Linked DNA regions of Zea mays: region 2 is linked to region 1. The links are chromatin contacts, called in public Hi-C maps. All regions are on one chromosome and are shown on one strand. The core of a region is the stretch at or near the end of the contact, and the rest is flanking DNA. Distances in the headings are between cores, read along the strand shown.

What was found. A called contact is a pair of places that touch in the nucleus more often than the background predicts.
Region 2: a Hi-C map of ear shows a contact between it and region 1, with 3 times the contacts expected there. The contact joins the promoter of LOC103653625 here to the promoter of LOC103653624 in region 1. A contact is called at or near these places in 3 of 25 Hi-C or Micro-C datasets (ear, leaf and tassel).

What each region holds. Positions count from the first base shown.
Region 1 is chr4:120,036,672-120,039,833 of Zm-B73-REFERENCE-NAM-5.0, reverse strand. LOC103653624 reads left to right here and starts at 1,393. Exons shown (of 6, transcript XM_008680468.4): 1 at 1,393-1,759; 2 at 1,865-2,060; 3 at 2,266-2,352. The coding sequence starts at 1,677.
Region 2 is chr4:120,185,451-120,188,568 of Zm-B73-REFERENCE-NAM-5.0, reverse strand. It overlaps LOC103653625 (zinc finger transcription factor YY1), which reads right to left and starts at 1,459. Exons shown (of 6, transcript XM_008680469.4): 1 at 1,017-1,459; 2 at 878-936; 3 at 28-227. The coding sequence starts at 1,078.

The DNA of each region.
Region 1 (3,162 bases), core at 144-2,643:
AACATAGATGCCATTGTTCGAAAGCACCTACGAATATCCAAACAAGAAACTAGAGAGCTATTACAAACTAAGTGCTAGAACTAAGAGAGATAGTCTAAATGAAAAAATGCCCAAGTGATAACTCAAAGGGATAACTCTAGGAGATGCCTAAAAAACCAGCCATCTTCTCTAATTATAGAGGGTTATTCCACTTCCCTAAACTAACCCTAGATACATAGAGCTTATCCACTCAGCCATGGGCAAACTGGACTAACTCCTGTATTTTCGATCTGACGACCACACGCTCTTTACAAACTTGCTTCGCCTCAACGCACCCTTCACGATGATGACACGTGACACCCCTGATTCCCACTGGAACCATACCACCGGATTTTGAAGCCCAAACCCGGAGAAACCAGCGAATTCTAGCGCTGAGTGGTTTTGAGGCTCAACCACCGAAAACCTCCATGAATAGTGTACTCTGTACAGGTCCCCCACATCCTGGACACGTGTCCCATCGGTCCGCAACCGCATCGGCAACACAGTTCGCTCCTCCACGTCCTTGCACCCATCAATGTCCCTAGGTGTCAGCCAACACAACTAGTCACCCAGCTTCTCTAATCCCCCGGTCAAGACTCGGTGCTCGTCCTTTAACGCGCCCGGTCCATCGGCACAAACCCACATGACATTCGCCTTCGCTGTCAACCATGTCTCTTGACTACACATTTGCGCACCACAAGTTAAGAGACATGTTTGCACACACAAACTCACACCCTACATAGTTCAACTGGCTCACCCCAAAGTGCTACCCGTTGATAACCACTCATCACAAACCGAACAAAAGGGCACATACCAACCTTGTGTTCGCAATCGTAACTTTCCAAACTTAGTTGATAAGATCCTTTTCGAGCATCTCCAACAAGGTGCCCCCAAAGTAGTGCCCAAAATTAAAATACTACATCATTTAAAGTGTTTACGACACTAAAAACTAATTGAGTTCCAACAGTTAAGTTCTAAATCATATATTTTAGGAAATAAATTACATAATTAGAAAAGAAATAGTTGAGATATAGAAAACAAGGATAAGACACTAATCTAGGGTGTAGTATATTTGAGTCACTTCATGGCGTGTTCTATATATTTTATAAATTTTTGTAAAATCGGTTATTGTTATAGCTATTTTTTTATAAATTAACCTTTATACTTGAAGATACGATACTGATTTAGGGTCCGTTTGGTTGCGGGACAGTCAGAACAGAGACGTCTCCTGTCGTCCTCTCTCGTCCCTCCAATTTTGAGGGACAACATGAGACAACACTGGATAGTCATGTCCCAACCTTTGACCCAGAACCAAACAACCTAATTTGAGGGATCGTCCCATCCCATCCTGTCATTGCAACCAAACAACCTAAGTTATTATTGGAGATGCTTTTGTAAGTTTCGGTAAAGCAATATGCCAAATATAGAGAAAAAGGATAAAGGTTGAAGAGAGAGAAAAAGATAGAGGTTGAAGATGATCGTCAATCTCTTATCGATGCGCACAAGCTGAAAAAATAATGGAGGCTCGCTCTCACTAAGCTCCCTGTTTGCTAAATCGCAACTAATCCGATGCAAAATATTTGTAGAAGAAGAGAGAATAGAGGGTTCAACGCAGAGGCAGAACAACAGCTGCCCCACCAAGCGCCGTCCTGTCGGAGATGGCAGCTGCGGCTCCGGCGGCGTGCAAGGGGAAACGAAAGCGGCACCTCTCCGAGGACGACGTCTGGCTCCTCCTCCACAGGTGCCCCCGTCCTCCCCCAGCCCGTCCTCCTGTTCTCTCCCCGGGCGGCTGGCTTTCATCTTGGGTTTTACTTCACCGCGTCGCTTGCAACCCTTCCCCCCGCAGGTACCATCCAGGGACGATCCTGACGGCGCTGCAGGAGGTGGCGCAGCACGCGGATGGCCGGCGCATAGACTGGAGGGCGGTGGTGGCGAAGTCGGCCACGGGGATCACCTCCGCCCGCGAGTACCAGATGCTCTGGCGCCACTTCGCCTATCATCACGACGTAGACGAGAGCGTCGACGCCGATGACCAGCCTCTGGTTTGTAATCCTACCTACTCCTCAAAACCTAGATTTTGCTGCCCCTTTCAGATCGGCTTAAGGCGTTAATTATCTGAGATTCCTGTAGTGGTGATTGTTTGGATCTTAGGGTTGCACGCACAGGAATTCAGTTTGTTCTTGTGTTGGGTGCTCCTTCGGTAATTGGTGCTACATTTTTTATGTTTGTCTTCTTTGACAATGGTAGGACGATGACAGTGACCTAGAACTGGAGCTTGAACCCGATCCCAACCTGACCAAGGAAGCTTTATGTGAGGCCTCTGCATTAGCCAAGGTATCACTTGTTTGGAAAGCATACAGTAGGATGGTCATTTGATTTTAGAATTTATGATGCCAAATCATGTTTAGTTCACCTTGTTTTCATTTAATTGAATTTGATGCTCTAAAATATCCAGGAAAGAGAGGCACCTGCTTGTGTAGCATTTGCTCTGCCATTTTTCAACACCTTATTTTACCATGATCAAGTATCCAGAAGGGTTTTGGCTGCATACACTTGTTCGGTACTGTAGAGGCTGGAACGTTGTTCCTTTATCTAAAAAAACTATCCAGAAGTGTTGCACTGTTGTGATTGGCTTGCTCAAACAAATCTTTTACTGCAATCTTATCCAGAATGATTACAAAATCCCCACTTGATTCCATCAAACTTAATGCAATGTTTTGAAATTCAAATACCAAGAACAAATCTTAAATCTAGAGTCAGCTTTGTGGTAGTTGGAGAGAACTGGAGTCTGTTGGGCAAGGGTGGAATGCATGGATCATGACTCCCGGTAGGTGGCAGTGATGCCTGTCAGCAAGAGTCATGGCAGTTTTACAGCCCATGAGAGGCAGTAACAAGTGTAGGCGCACCTCAGTCTCAGGTAGGCACACACTGAACTACTAGAGGGACAATCAGTGGTGGGAGCATCAGGCTATCTCCAACCATCCTCCCTCCTAAATCCCCCCTTCGTACTTTCTATTTATATTTAAATACCCCCCCTCAACTATTCTTCCCCCCTATTTCTCCTCCTCTCCAACCATTCCCCCTATTCAGCTCCCCCTTTACCCTTTAACTGAGCTATTGGACTTTTATACATCAGTTTTTGGA
Region 2 (3,118 bases), core at 210-2,709, 150 kb before region 1:
GATGTGAAAAGGAAGGGTAAACAGTACCTTGCCACAGTTCTCATAGTGGCAGATATATTGCCTCTCCCCATGGACATGAGCGTGCTTCTTAAGAGCCCCTACATCAAAAAATGTCTTCCCACATCCTTCGTAGCTGCACAGGAAGAGAACCTCAGAGTTTGGTTCAGGCATTGCAGATGCTGCCCCCTGCTCCTTATCCTTAGCCTTCAAAGCTGCCAGTCTATCCTCTGTAAATAAATCCAATAATAATATTAACAGCGGAATGAAAAGGTTATATCATAGAAGAAACAATTCACTACCCTATAGTTATTAACAGCCATGAAACAATCAGAATATATAACAAAGAATTCCATCTTCCTGTGTGCCCTTGTTGGCATTGTGTGAGAACTTCATAATCTTCATAAATAAGTTGGCAGTGTTCATTACATTGTCCAAATCAGTCAGGACATGTCGGCAATTAAAAGAACACATTGGTATGCTGGTGGCAACCCCCAAAGAGAATGTACTAAGTTTTTCCTCTAGTTTGAACTGAACTGACCACTCTTACTTGGAGACTAACAAGCATATATGTACTGCTCTACTGAAATCTCAATTTTTCTGGGTGGAACTAAACAACCATCCCTTCGTGTGCTGAAGTATTACAAATTAGAAATATGTGATGCAACCAGTATAAGAAACATGAAAAGACCTTGCTTGCTCCACCTGTCTTTAAAGAATTGGAAATTCGCGTGGATACGGATGAATCACTGGTGAAGTACCAGACAGGGCAATTATCATCAGTGCAAAACATGACGATGACATGACAGTACAGTCATAGAATAAAAGGCTGCGGTTTGACAGCAGCAGCAGCAGCAAGCAATCAGCGGGCGCAATCTACCTCGCACCCACTTGTAGAGCGTGCAGGGGCCTCCGGTGACGACCAGATCTTGCGGGACCCTAAAGAGGCAACAGATCAGATGGAAATCGAGGGAGGAGGGAGACTGTGCGAGCCATCGGACGGCAGGCGAGCAACTAACCACTCCTTCACCCAGCGGTAACGGCGGCGTGTGATATGCATCTCCGGGGGCGGCGGGCGCATAGAGCCGGCGCGCGGCGCTGGAGGAGAGGGGCAGGGCTAGGGATTGGGGGCAAAGGGGGGGGGGGGGGGGGGGGGGGGGGGGGGGGGTGGAGGGGTGGGTAGGAAGACTACGAGGAGCACGAGACAGACTCCTTGGTGCGATAGGATTAGGCATGGTGGTGACCGCCCCACCCCAGGCTCCGCGAGGAGATGTATGCCTATGGATGCCATGCCCGACCCGGCGACTCTCAAGCGCCGTCCGACTCCAAGCTCAACACGGTGGGGTGGGGTGGGGTGGGCCATCTGATGGCTCGAGGCACCGCGTTTCTTCTGCCTTTTTCAGGGCGTGCGCTGCCGCCCTTCGTCTTCCGTGGTGCGCAACAATGGGGGATGCCGTCAACTGCTGAAAGAGTGGGGAGATCTAAGGGGTCAAAAAGCAAATGGGCCTTAAACAACACAAATTTTACAAAAAAAAAACACAGAACAACGACATTATTCTCATCTGCAAGTAGCAACATAAATTTTGCCCTCCGGACCATCTGGGTGAAGACACCGTGCTATTGTCAGACCGTCCGATCAAGATCTCGGACCGTCCAATGTCAACAGAAGCATCGTCTTAGTTGATTCGGTTAATAATGTGCCGATACAATTGATTGGAGAACGTTTTTAGTTGCATATCTGCATGACCCAAATGTTAGGACAAACATAAATATTCAGTGTATTGTTTTTAAGTATGTTCTCCTCGATGATAAATTTTATCGCTGAATTCTTGATGATGTTTTGCTTAAGTGTCTGGCCTCTAATGATGCTACATTAGTTATGGTTGAAGTGCATGAAGTCATTTGTGGTACCCATTAATCAGCTCTAAAAATGAATTGGTTTTTGTGAAGATATAGTTTTTATTAGCATGGTATAATAACCGATTGTTTTAAGTACTACAAAAGTTGTCAAAAATGTTAAAAGTTTGGTAATCTACAATTGGTGACTACCGCTGAACTACATCATATTATCAAACATTGGCCCTTTAGGATGATAGAGTTTGGACTTTGTAAGAGAAATTCATCATTTATCGTCGAAGGGACATTGGTTTATGCTAGTCGCAACATACTACTTCACCAAGTGGACAGAAGTCGTTGCACCGAAAAATATTACACTCGGGGATGTAATTGAGTTTGTGACTGAGCATATTATTCATAGATTCGACATTCCTTAGACTTTGACTACATATCAAGAGACTTCTTTCATGTGAAAAGAGGTATGTGAGTTTTCTTAATTGTATAAGATCAAACTACTCAATTCTTCTTCATATTATGCTCAGGCCAATGTGAAAGTAGCCTAGAGGAGGTGAATAGGCTACACCTGAAAATTCTAACAAAAACTTCCAACTTTTTTGAGAACAACCATTTCAACCGGCAAGGCCGGTTCAACCGCTATGGAATGCCAGTTGAACTGCATTACTGTAACACCTCAAAACCATCAACTTAAAATAATGCATTTAAACTTTAGTGGTAATTATTTCAAGTGTTTGATCTTATTTGCATTTAGAATAATTGTTGTTTACTCATATTTGATTTATGGTTGTTTTTTGGGAATTTCTTTTATATTGAAAACCTTATTAATTAATATATATACACATTCTGGTCCAAAAATAAATTCTTTAATGATAAATAATGTTGGTATAATTATTATGAAGTTTTAGAGATATTTAAAAATATATTTCATTATATTTTAGAGAAATAAGGATAAAAGAAAAAAAGGAAACCCTAATCTAAACCGGCCGAATTTGGCCCATCTGCGGCCCAGCCGCCGCGCCACCTTTCCCCTCCCCACCCTCACCGACACCCCCCACGGGTCTCCTCCTTCCTCCAGCCGCCGCACGGGCGCGCGCGCCCAACCCCGCCCGGACGCGTCGACCCGTCTGCGCCCTCTCAACTCCCTCCGAGCCGGAAACGGCCGGCTCCTCTCCCTCTCCTCCCCAGTCCCCTCTTCTCCGGGCCGGTAACGGCCATGGTTATGGCCAACGCCATTAATGGCGTTTTGATGGCGTCGCGGCCGTTCTCT